2 separate regions of the Macaca mulatta genome follow, and region 2 is linked to region 1. A link is a contact called in public Hi-C data. All regions are on one chromosome and are shown on one strand. Each heading gives the region's core, a stretch centred on a gene start, on an enhancer-like site or on the middle of the called end of the contact. The rest is flanking DNA. Distances are from core to core; before and after follow the strand shown.

Region 1 (6,114 bases), core at 1,078-3,577:
CCTCCTCCCCCCAGGTTTTGTCTCTTCAGTGTCCACCCACTTCTGTCTCCTCTGTCCCCCCAGCTCCCTGCCCTCTCCTGGCCAGCTGCCCTTGCCAGCCACCTCCTGCCTCCCCACATGCCCAGTGCCCTCACCAGCACTCGGTCCTCAAACTTCTTGGGTTTTGTCTCCAACTTCACACGATGTTGTTGGAGCACGGCCCCTTGGCTCAGGCACCTCCGGATACTGTCTGAGGGTGAGTGGGAGCCTGCTCAGAGCTTCCCCTTACCCTGGCCACCTCCACCTCCCAGAGCTCTCCAGATAGAGGCAGGGTCAGGGTCAAATGGGATGAGAGAGAAACAGAGAGACAAGGGAGGACAGGGACAGAGGCCTTTCCTGCTTGGGTGACTTTTCACACTCTTTCTTTTTGGCTTTTCTCTTCCTATTAGAGAAGGAGTAGAATATGGAGAAAACTCTGGCTCCTGATGTCCCTGAGTCAGGGGACGGTTGCTGACTGTCTGTGGGAGGGTGTGTCTTACACTTCTAAGGGTGTGAAGAATTTCCAACCCATGCACTACAACAGCCATTGACACATACACAGTGAGTCAGTGTGTGGGGGTGTGGGGTGTCCCTTTGACTATATTCTAGGTGGTCTGGGTGTGAGTGTCTGCCTTTACTATGAGAGTGTGCATGCCTCCTGGAGATGTCAGGGAGTCTGAGTGTGGCATTGGTGGGGACAGGTAAGTGTGAATGAGTATGCTGTGGAAGGGGCACAGAGCCAGACAGTTCCTCCCTGTGTGTTGGGCAGGGAGAAGAATTAACGTTTAAATGAGACCCATACCATCTGCTGGCAGAACCACCCAGATATAGTGTGTGTGTGTGTGTGTGCGCGCGCGCGCGTGTGCTGGGGTGCCATCTCTGTGAAGATGTGTTTACACACGTCTCACGATTGTGCTGTGTGTGTGTGCAGGTGTGGGAGACCGCCACGGTGCAGCATGCCTCTGAGTATCCATGAGCATCCTGCGCTTTGCGTGGGCTAGCCTGTGCTCCCGTCTCTGGGGGTCAGGGTTGTGGCAGTGCTGGGTGGCCGGGCCTGGGTTTGGGCTAGGTCTGAGAACCATGCAAACGGGAGCAGCCTTGATGTGTGGGTGGTGGGTAGCTAGAAGGAGGCAGGCTGGGACGGGGGCTGTGGGAGGCGAGCCGCAGAGACCCTCCTGCTCTTGGTTTTAGCTCCAATCCAGGGCCTCTTCCCTGACTCTCTTCTTTGCCCCACTGGCCTGGGCGCTGCCCAGCTCCTAAGGGGCTCTTCAGGGCCAGTTCCGGGGCGGGGCCGGGAGGAGGGAGGGTGTTAAGCCACGCAGCGGTCAGGACCAGGGGCAGCTCCCATTGCCGGGAGGGGCGGGCTTGGCCCCGCCCGGCGGGGAAGCGGGGACTCTCCGGAGGGGAGACCGGACGCTTCGCCGAAGGTGGGCCAGGAACGCCGAGAGTCAGCCCCAGAGAGCGCCAGGGAACTGCACCTGTCACCGAAGGGCGGGACGGGCGGCTCCGGGACAGGAAGGTCCCGACCGGGTGAGGCGAAGCAGGCAGCGGAGGTGCTCCGGGGACAGCGATGCCCGGACTGGGATGCAGGGGCTGCCTTGGAGCCGGGATGCATGGGGTGAGGGGTGTGAGACACCGGGCTGGGGTGCACCGCGGGGAGGAACGCGCTGGGTCTGGGATGCTCCCGGACGGGGCGTCCCGGAGACCGAGGCAGCCTCGTACCTTGCAACTCGCGGGTGAGCTCCACGCTGGGCTTGGCCATGGCGGCCGCTGTTGCTGAGGCTGCTGCAGAGGAGCCGCCGCCACCGCTGGGGAGCCGCAGCACATGCTAGACCCGGCTTCGGCAGGGCCCAGGCGCTGAGCGCTGCAGCAGCGGCCGAGCCCGCTCGGGTCAGGGGCGGCTGCTTGAGCGCTCCTCCCCCGGCCACGGAGCGCCGGCTCCCCCGCCCCGCCCGGAGAGCTGCCCGACTGAGCATGCGCGACGCGCGGCCGAGCAGCGTGAGACCCCCCGCGCGCGCTCACGCGGACCCCTCTCGCCGGCTCCCGCGTGAGCGGGCCGGTGTGCGTCGCCAGGTGTCCGGGCCTTCGGGGTAGGGGGCAGCGTCCCCGCTTTCCGTCTACTATTCCTCGGGCCAGTGGGCAGAACCCATTTCTTTTGTTTGTGGGCCTGGGCAGCTTGCAGGGCGTTTCTCTATTCCCCACCGGCTCAGGACCTGTTCAGCTTGTCCTTGCTGACTCGGGAGGGAACTCGGGACCTAGGGCCATGCCAGAAGGGGACCTGGCCAGATCTGGGAGGCAAGGGGCGGGGAGATGTTAGAGAGTTCATCCTTCCCCACCCTCGCCCGGCTCGCCCTGCCTCGGGGATCCCCGTGGTGTCCTGGGAGTTCCCGTGCCACCTTCCTTCCAGTTGGCAGCTCTGCAGACACCTCCACCCCTGCACATCACGCTCAGGTCCTGGAGACAGGGAGGAGGGCTGGGGGATCCAGAGATCCAGCCTGGCCAGACTTCTGCTCTCTGCTCAGCTAAGCACCCCACACTGAGAAATGAACACGTGGATTCGATTCAAAGCCCTGCAATCATCTGCATTTTATTTGCACCTCATTTGCAAGTTGTTAATTTGCAACTCTGCTCCTTCCACTCCAGCTTCCTTCTCTCCCATCTCCCCTCAAATTCCCCAGTGGCCCGGGCAAAAAATATCTGTTGGTCTTTGCCAAGGTAGACTCAGCCTTGTCAGCAGACCTGTCCTGTGTTCTCAGGGGAGGCCTTTACCCAAGGCCACAACAACAGCAGGAATCCTGAGTAAGACACCACCTTGACTGCAGGGAAGGCTGCATCTTTTCACAGGGCAGAACTGATTTTATGAGGTGAACAGTAAGGTGAGGAGAGGTGGGAAAGGCCAGTGGATGAATGGAGGAACAGCACCAGGAGCTAGAGCCCAACACTGCCCCATGGGCTGTTTCCAGGTCCTCAGAGGCGGGACGGGGTTCCTCCACCCACCACCACTGTCTCCCCAGTGATGTAGGTGGCATATTCAAAGCACAGGAAAGACAAGATGCCAGCATAATCCTCTGACTCGCCTAACCTGGGGAATAGGGGAAGCAAGAAAGGGAGTAAAAATCAAACAGGTCTGCCTCCCTCACTCGGCCCACAGGGAATGAAATTTGCTTAATCAAGAATTATCAGATGACTTTTCAGGATCAGTGTACAAGCTTTCCGCCTATCAAATAGTGTTACCATGAGGATATGCTGTTATAATTTAGTATGAGCATACTGTACTCTGCAAAAACCATTACCCATAATATTCAAATACTGTAGAAACACACTGTTTTTTAGAGAGCTCAGGACACCAAAATCCAAAGTTATACAGATAAAATAGTAAGCAATTATTTCATACTTCAGAAAAAAAAATGGTTTCACATGTGCACACACTAAAGTATCAGGGAATCTGTGTGACAGTAAATGGTGTGTTTAAAATGATTCCATTTGTACAGGTTCAACTTACAGACAACTTTTTCAGGAATCTATACTTGTCCCTTAAAGTTAGGTTCATTTGGTGAGAATGTGCTAATTCTTATTTTATCAGTGACTGCATAGTTAGGAGACACTTTAATTTGCCTGCCATAGAATGCTCTAGAGGTGGGCAAAGTGAGTAACTCAAACATACAAGGGCTGAATTAATGGTTCTCCATTCTAGCTGTACCTTGCAATCATTTGAGAGGCTTAAACAAACAAACAAAACAAAACAAAAAAACAAAACAAAACAAAAAAAAGAAAAGAAAAGACAAAGAAAAACAAAAGCCCAGATGGTCAAGTCCTACCTTGGACCAATTACAAAAGAATCTCTGGGAGTGGGTGGGGCCTGAGCATCTGCAGTTTAAAAAGCTCCCCAGGTGATTCTAATGTGAATCCAGGATCGAGCTACATGGGCTAGATCAATTCATTGGAGCTCTAGGATGACAATCCCGAATTATTAATGAGTTACAAACTAGGCCTGCAGCTCATGCCTGACATCAGAATGCCTTTGGGAAGATTTGGGATGTCTGGACCAGTACAGAGTTAGGCATTGCTGGCATCTGTCCTCGAAGCCAGAAGATAGAGAGAGGCAGGGAATTTAGAGGAAAGGGAGCCCGACAAAGGTGCTTGAACAGTTCACCCAGCTCACTGGGGAAGAAAGTAACTCCTTAGGCAAGGGGAGTTTGGGGCTTAGTAAAGCTCTTCATTCTTTTCATTTGGATTGTAGATCATCAACCTGAGTTTCATAAACATGTGTCATTATTCAAGGGAACTAAAAATGCATGGTTTTGGTTTTGGTCTTTGGTCTCCATGGATGCTCAGAGGTGGAGGCAATCTCCCAGGTGGAGAAAGGACTCAGGACTTCTCCCAGAGCTCTGCACTGCTGAAACCCCGATGTCTCTGGGTTTACCTTTTGAAAGGGAAGCTGACTTCTTGCTCAGGCCACTGCAGTGAGAGTGTTTATGAATTTGTGGTCTGTGAGGCAGAGGAGAGCCTGCCTGTGTTATCTGTGGGACTGAGACAGTGGACTGTGGGCTGCTAGGGACCAGACCTTTCCATCTTCATGCCTCTTAGGGCCCTTGACCGCATGATGGTTTTACCTTCTGATCTGCAGAGTTTCTTTCATTCTTTCCTCTTTTTCCTTGTCTATCCAGAGCTGCAGGAAGAAGGGAAATGTCTTTATGTTTAAGAAGAGGAAAGCGAAGAACAGAAAGGGAAGAAACTGCCTGTCCTCATGGCAAGAGAGTAAGGATGGACAGACTTCCCTCTTTCACTTCCTATTTCTTTTTCTAGCTCCCAGCTCTCCCCACTGCCGTCATGTGTTTCATTTGTTTCAGGTTCTAGTGATGCATTTTGCTGCATCTCTCCAATTCTCATCCATGTAAGGAGAGAGGAAACAGTGTGAGTAGAGTCTGAATACCTCAGTCTCCACCCTATACCTCAGGAAAGGTTTGATAGGAGTCTGGCTTGGAAAGGGCAGTTGGTACAGAGAGGGAATATGGAAAAGCCCAAGGAAGGAGAATGGAGTGGTTGAGAGTTTAGGAATCAGGTACTGGGCTTCCCTGTCCAAGAAGATGGATGCCTTTCAAGGGGTTCCAGTGGGATGCAGAGCTCCCCTTCCTCACCATCCTGCTGAAGCTGGTCTTGATAAGTCCAGGTGCTAGGCAGTTCACCCTAATGTTCCTTGGGGCTAGCGCTATGGCCAGGGTCTTGGTGAGGCCCAGTAAGGCTGTTTTACTGACACTGTAAGGACTGAAGCCCTGGAGAAAGAAGGGAATGTGTCAGACTCATAGTTTCCAGGTCATTCTTGGTTCTAATTACTAGACAGAAAGGGCAGTGCTCAATAGGGATCTCCTGTAAGGGAGGGGCACAGTTAGGAAACTGTCTTGTGGCTAAACCTCCCCCAGGTTATGGTTTGTGGAGGCAAGGCATCTTGCAGGGCAGGGACTTGGTGTGATTCTAAAAGGGGACACAAACTTCTTTGGGTTATGTAACAGGAGGGGTGGAAAGATGTAGAGTGGAGGATGGGATGGAAGGGGCAGACAAAAGGTTTCTTACAAGAGATGGACTGAAGGCTGCTACAGAGGGCAGGAATACCACTGAGCCACCCCTGGAAAAAGAAGAGAGCTGACCCTCTTCCCAGTGTGGACCACTGCCCTCAGCCCGTGTGAGGTCCCATCTCACCCAGGCTCTCCCTCACTCTCTGTACCCTCGTTTCTCCATTTCTGGCACCACTGCCTTTGTCATCAGGGCTGGGGCCTTCACATTAATGTCCAGAGTCTGAAGCCAAGAGAAGAAGGGGAAACAGCATGAGTGAAGAGCACTGGAGGAGGCATGGCAATGAGGAGTTAGAGTGGGTTCCTAGGATGTTTGTCAGAGCTGACGAAGATCTTAGGATGATTCAGCTGCATCTTGCACATGAAGAAACTGAGGTTCAGGGAGAAGTAGCTCTCACCAGCTGCTCAGCTAGATAATGATACATTAGGTTCAGGTGAGAAAAAATGGAGCCTGGTTCATCTTGTTTCGTAAACAGCCAGGTATGATGTGGCCCAGAAGGGGCCTAAATCCTCAGGGCTCCTTTGG
Region 2 (6,114 bases), core at 1,912-4,411, 99 kb before region 1:
ATATTGCCACCTGATTCAGCTGACCCTTCAGACTAGGTTGCAAACCACCTACTACCATAACAACCAGGGTTACTATAATTGCTACTTGTTTGATGTATATGTCTATTATCTCCTTCAGGGTTCTGATTGGCTACTTCTCCTCTATTAAACAGTCTTTACCACAGAAACTGGCAGGTAGTCCATAACCAAGTGATCTTAAGTTCTCTAAATTTCACTCACCCAGAAGAGAAACTCTCTCACCTGGGGCTTAGGTGGGTACCCTGGAGGACCCCAGGCAGGGTCTGGCGGAGGTGATGAGCACGGGATGGGTGTCCATGGAACAGGTGGTCACAGGCTGGACACAGGGCCTGTTTACAGGATGGGCAGTGCAGTGTGCCTGGGGCAGAACCACAGAGGAAGCAGGGACCAGGAGTGGAGCCTGGAGAGCAGGAGAGATAGAACATCTTTCCAAAAAAGACCAAGTTACATCTGAATCTGCTGTGGATGGGGGCAAATCACAAGACTACTTTTTAACACAACTGGCCCAAGGAAACAATTTTAATCTCTTAAAAAACAAAGAGGCCGGACACAGTGGTTCATGCCAGTAATCCCAACAATTTGGGAGGCTGAGGCGGGTGGATCACCTGAGGTCGGGAGTTCCAGACCAGCCTGACCAACATGGAGAAACCCTGTATCTACCAAAAATACAAAATTAGCTGAGTGTGGTGGTGCATGCCTGTAATCCCAGCTACCTGGGAGGCTGAGGCAGGAGAATCGCTTGAACCCGGAAGGCGGAGGTTGCGGTGAGTGGAGATCGCACCATTGCACTCCAGCCTGGGCAACAAGAGCAAAACTCTGTCTCAAAACAAACAAACAAACACAAAGGAAGATAACCAAGGCAGAGGAGCATCCCAAATTTCCATCAATATAGCTTGCTACTTGGTCCCCAATTTAGGACCAATAATACCTGGGGCAGAGGGTGTGGTGAGGGGGCCAGGAGCAATCTCTCTCAATAGGGGGTCAAATTCTGAAAGCTGTAGCATCTGAAAAAGAAAGGGCAGGGAATGAACAAGGGTTTAGGGATACAGAGTCCCACAATTCCGGTTCCCTTTGTATACCAGCCCCTTTCCTGCCTTCCTTACATCATCTTCAACCTTGTCTTCCAACAGCTGCTCCAGTGCCTGCTGTCTTGGATGAGTATTCTGTAATAATACAGATAAAAACGGTTTCCACCTAGACCCCTAGAACAAAGCCCTCCCTCTAAGCCCTGGTCCCTTAACATTCACAGAGGGAAAATCAGTACCCGGAGCTCCCAGAATGCTGAACTACGCCCATAGTTCAGCAGCACAGGGGTCCTCAGACTTACTTGAGTTAGGCTGGGCTCCCCAGCCCTGGTGCATAAGTCCATCAAGACTAGAGGAGCATCTCACCTGCAATAGCAGGCTGAGCTCTGTCCGAAGCAGCAGTACTTCCAGTGTGACTGTAGCAACCTGGTGCTCATTTGGCTCCTCTTGCCCTTCGGGGAAGCTCAACCCATCTGGCTGCTCCTCTGTATAGCCATATAATCGCAGCACATCTCGGCCCCCCTGCCACACATTCACAACCAGTCACCACCCAGGAGGCTTCCTGCCGAGTAGGGCTGGACCCCTCCCCATTCAGCACAATCTCAGGCCTTTTCTAGCCAAACCCCAGCCCAGACCCAGCCCCCTCTCCCGTAAGGCCAGGGGATTCACCTGCACAGCATCCACCGTGCTGCGAAAGACAGGGTTATTAAACTTGACGCCGCGCCAGTACCGGGGCCGCTGAGGGCTGAGAAGGTTGCGGCCATATTTCTCCAGGATGTTCAGGGCCGTGGACAGGGTACTGAGGTAGTTTCGGGGCTGGGAGCAATGAGAGCAGAGAGTTGTAAGCGTAGCCCGGGCCTCAGGCCCTGGTGCCCCCTTCCAAGCGGGGCCGGGCCTCACCTCCCCATGGGCGTTGCAGCGGACCAGGCGTGCGGCGTCCAGCTGCAGGTAGCGGGCGGTTGGCGGCAGAGAGCTGGCTAGCAGCGGCCGGAGCTGCTCCAGGGAAAACGCCTGCCCAGAATCCCTCCTCAGGGCGCTCGCCAGCTCCTCGCGGGCCACCAGGAAGGCCCGCTCCTCTTCCTCCCCCGGCATCCTGAGAAAGGAGTCAGCCCCAGCCTTGCCGCCCGCCGGGACCCGGCGCGGGCAGCGCGCGGCCCAAGCGCCGCCCCTCCCGTCTGGTGCCCGGCTTTGAGGCCCACCCCGGCCCGCGCAGCCGCCCCGGGTCACTCAGACCACAGTCATTCTCCAGCCCCCGGCCCTGCGCCAGGGTTAGCCGAGAACAGGAAGTACTAGGAAAGAGGGCGGGACAGCGACCCAATTTCAGAGGAACGGGCGGGGCTTAAGGTTAAGCTGGGAGCGGGTGTCCCGAAACCAGGGGGCGTGGCCAAGAGGGAGGGCCAGGTCCCAAGCAATGAGAAGGCAAATGGCTCCTGGCTCCTCCCTCAACGCGCCCCAGCATCTTCCCTCAGTCAAGCGCTCTTCCCCGCCTTCCTCCAGTCTGGTTCCACCCCTTCCGGATAGCCCCAGGCGCGGGGTTATCCTATTCAGCTCAAACCCTTCCTTTTTCTAGCTGGACCAGTCCGCTACGCTCCGGGCCTCACCGGGGAAGTCCCACCCTGCAGGGGAACCGACTCTGGCCGGCCCTAGCCCCTCTTGAGCGAGTCCCGCCCCATCTCCGGTCTGTCCTGAAGGCTGAGGGAAGACCCTCACCCAGCCCCTGCCCTCTCCCTTCTAAGGGCGGCTAGCCCTTCTCCACCCCAGGCGCTCCCTCTGGCTGCCCCTCCTACTCGCTCTCATCTCTCTCCGTCCGCTGTTTGCGGTCGAGACTTCTTGGGGGAGCCCCGCCACTGGATACCCCCTTTGCCATACTCCCACCTCTCTTACCCCGACCCTGGACTTCTCGTGGGCCCTAGCTATAAGCCCCGCCCCTCTCCAAGGGACAGCCCCGCTCCAGTCTCCGCTGTCCCACTCACCCCAGCCCCTCCCTCGGGCAGCCCCTGGGCTTGTGACCCAGCCAGCACCGCCTCTCCTAGTGGCAACTGGCTGGGAATGGCTGAGGGGCTACCTACTGCTTGCGGCCTGCCGGGGGAGGAGGGAGGCGGAAAGAAGAAAGGGGGCGGGGTTGAGGGGGGCGGGCCTGGACCTGGGGAGTGAAAGCGAAAGCCCGGGCGACTAGCCGGGAGACCAGAGATCTAGCGACTGAAGCAGCATGGCCAAGCCGTGTGGGGTGCGCCTGAGCGGGGAAGCCCGCAAACAGGTAATGGTGAATCGGAGGCCAGGAAGGGGTCATAGAGCCCTCTTGGGGGGAGGCCAAGCTGGGTGGTTCAGGGGACCAAAGCAGTGCCAGATAACTCCCCCAATCTCGCTAGTGCCTTCACTTCTCGGGGATTCCCAGATTCCTGCCCTCTGACTGCAGTGAGCAGGAGCTTCCAGGGGAAACTGGCTTGTGGTGAGAAAGGCCTGAGCCACAGTTGGAGGGCACCCTGTTGTGGGTGGAAGCTTTTGACAACCCAGACCCTTAACCAACATCCGGGTACTACTCTCTGTGTAGGTGGAGGTCTTCAGGCAGAATCTTTTCCAGGAGGTAAGTCTCTGGATTTCAGCGATTTGACCCAGAATCTTAGACCAATACTTGAGGATAACAACCTCTCCTAATGACCCCCCCCAAGTCACCCTAGACTTAACCCTACTTCCCTTACCAAGCCTTCACCCAAAGTAACCCCGGAATTATTGATAGCTACCTTTAATGTGACCTTTCTTATGACTCTCCCCACTTCTGGCACTTCTCCCCTCTTTTGATGTGGAGGAAAAAATCCATGGCTCCCAAAGCAGGAATAGCACAGTCCTAACCTTAGTTCTGCCACTTACCAGCTTGGGCAAGTCCTTTCATTTTCAGGTCTTCAGTTTCCTCATTTGCAAGTCTTGGACCCGGTGATTTCCAAAGGCCCTTCCAGTTCCATTTGTCAGACATCTCATTGAGCATATTCTGTGATTCCCCTCCCTTGCAATGTAACCCACAGGCTGAGGAATTCCTCTACAGATTCTTGCCACAGAAAATCATATACCTGAATCAGCTCTTGCAAGTGAGTAGTGTGGCCCCCTCCTGCCCCTTCCCATGTCCTCTCTCCCCTTTGCCCATCCTCTCTAGCTAACAACTGGATTCAGCATGCAGAGAATAGTTTCAAGTAGTGGACTGGGAATATTAGGATGGCGTGAGGCATGAGCCTAGGTTGGGAGGCAGAGGGCAAGTGGGATGTATGGAGGGAAGGCTGTGACCTAGGATGAAGGGAAGAGACTGGGCAGCCCCTGACAGTGAGCTCTGTGCAGGAGGACTCCCTCAATGTGGCTGACCTGACTTCCCTCCGGGCCCCACTGGACATCCCCATCCCAGACCCTCCACCCAAGGATGATGAGGTGAGGCATTCAGGGTGCAGGACTTGGACTATAAACCCAATGGAGATGATAGCCCTTCAACCTCTGTGACTTTTCCAAAGCTACTTTCCCCCTTTTTTGTCTTAGATGGAAACAGATAAGCAGGAGAAGAAAGAAGGTAAGAGAGATAAGAGGTGACTAGGGAAGGGGAGATGGCACATTGGCTGCTGGATGAGAAAGAGCCTGAATCCCCTCTTTCTCACAGTCCCTAAGTGTGGATTTCTCCCTGGGAATGAGAAAGTCCTGTCCCTGCTTGCCCTGGTTAAGCCAGAAGTCTGGACTCTCAAAGAGAAATGCATTCTGGTAAGCCTAGGAAATGGGGGAGGTGGAAAGAGAAGATACACAAAGTGAAGCCCTGGACTCCTCCATAGATACAAGTCCTTCATACAGAGACCTAGTCCTGAAAAAGAAAACTTCCTTCTGTGCCTTGGGCTTAGATCTCCTTTGTTCTCATTCTGTTAGACCTCTCTTATCACAACGGTACCCCCAAAATTAGAGACTATGCAGTATCCACTCTGTAACCTCAGAACCTACTGCTCTATCGGGTTCATAGTAGAGGTGGCATGATATAGTGAGTGAATTGTTTTAAAAGAGTGGACCCTAGAGAGAGACTGCTTAGGTTCAAATCATGATTCTATCAGTTACCTAGCTGGTAACCTTAAGTAAGTCACTTAGACATTCTGTGACTCAGTTTTTTCATCTGTTAAATGGATACAATAAATATGTGTCTCTGATGGTTGCTGTGATGATTAAATGAAATAAATACATGACACAGCGCTGGTGTGTAATAAGTACCCAATTAAATATAACAATTTTTTAGTAAGTGACAATAATAGGAAGAACTCAGTATGTTTGTTGAATGATTCTTACATGATCCCTCTTAACACAGGTGATTACATGGATCCAGCACCTGATCCCCAAGATTGAAGATGGAAATGATTTTGGGGTAGCAATCCAGGTAAGAAAAGGGTAACTGAAGACACTTAGAGTAGGGAGAGCCTCGGAGGTTGAGCTAGACATGAACCAGAAGGAGGAGGAAGATAGTGTATGAAATGGGGAGGACATGAAGTGTTGTCTTTGCCTCCCGTGTCACCACAGGAGAAGGTGCTGGAGAGGGTGAATGCCGTCAAGACCAAAGTGGAAGCTTTCCAGACAACCATTTCCAAGTGAGGGCAGCTGGAAGACCAGCATTGGGGGCAGTAGGAGCATTTCTTTGGGACCCCCAAAGCTAGGCATCAGGATGATGGGAGACTTTGGGAAGGGTCTGAGGGAGTACATCTCCCTGAACACTCATTCCTGTGGTATTTCCTTGCTTCTGGCAGGTACTTCTCAGAACGTGGGGATGCTGTGGCCAAGGCCTCCAAGGAGACTCATGTAGTGAGTGGATAGTCCACCAGCCTTTTAGCTGGAGGTGGGACGAGGAGGTGTGGAGAAAGAGGTCCTCCTTGTCTTGTTTGTGACTTTCCCAATGTGTAGAATATTTAGCTAAAAGCATTGCCTAGAAAAACCGATTAGGGCTTCAACGACTTTGACCCTTTTCTCTGCTCAGTCCCTTGGGATCCTATTTCTTGGTGCTAAGAAGGGGTTCATTCTCAAGTTAACTTGTTTCCTATAAAAGGAAACCAGACTCATGTCCCAG

Evidence for each region. Hi-C and Micro-C count contacts between places; a contact is called where the count stands out from the background.
Region 2: a Hi-C map of fetal cortex germinal zone shows a contact between it and region 1, with 2.5 times the contacts expected there. The contact joins the promoter of RNF31 here to the promoter of CARMIL3 in region 1. A contact is called at or near these places in 4 of 14 Hi-C or Micro-C datasets (blood, fetal cortex germinal zone, fetal cortical plate and 1 more).

What each region holds. Positions count from the first base shown.
Region 1 is chr7:97,161,748-97,167,861 of T2T-MMU8v2.0, reverse strand. It overlaps CARMIL3 (capping protein regulator and myosin 1 linker 3), which reads right to left and starts at 2,327. Exons shown (of 40, transcript XR_013396131.1): 1 at 1,741-2,327; 2 at 135-229. DHRS4L1 (dehydrogenase/reductase (SDR family) member 4 like 1) reads right to left here. Exons shown (of 5, transcript NM_001277870.2): 3 at 5,157-5,291; 4 at 4,632-4,687; 5 at 2,575-3,100. The coding sequence ends at 2,986. The region is part of intron 1 of LOC144330191 (a long non-coding RNA gene); the gene reads left to right.
Region 2 is chr7:97,261,869-97,267,982 of T2T-MMU8v2.0, reverse strand. RNF31 (ring finger protein 31) reads right to left here and starts at 3,161. Exons shown (of 22, transcript XM_077940761.1): 1 at 3,017-3,161; 2 at 1,944-2,136; 3 at 1,713-1,859; 4 at 1,410-1,565; 5 at 1,122-1,181; 6 at 947-1,022; 7 at 241-418. The coding sequence starts at 2,135. PSME2 (proteasome activator subunit 2) reads left to right here and starts at 3,187. Exons shown (of 11, transcript NM_001257629.1): 1 at 3,187-3,300; 2 at 3,595-3,627; 3 at 4,064-4,126; 4 at 4,371-4,457; 5 at 4,563-4,593; 6 at 4,681-4,778; 7 at 5,365-5,433; 8 at 5,574-5,641; 9 at 5,798-5,852. The coding sequence starts at 3,253.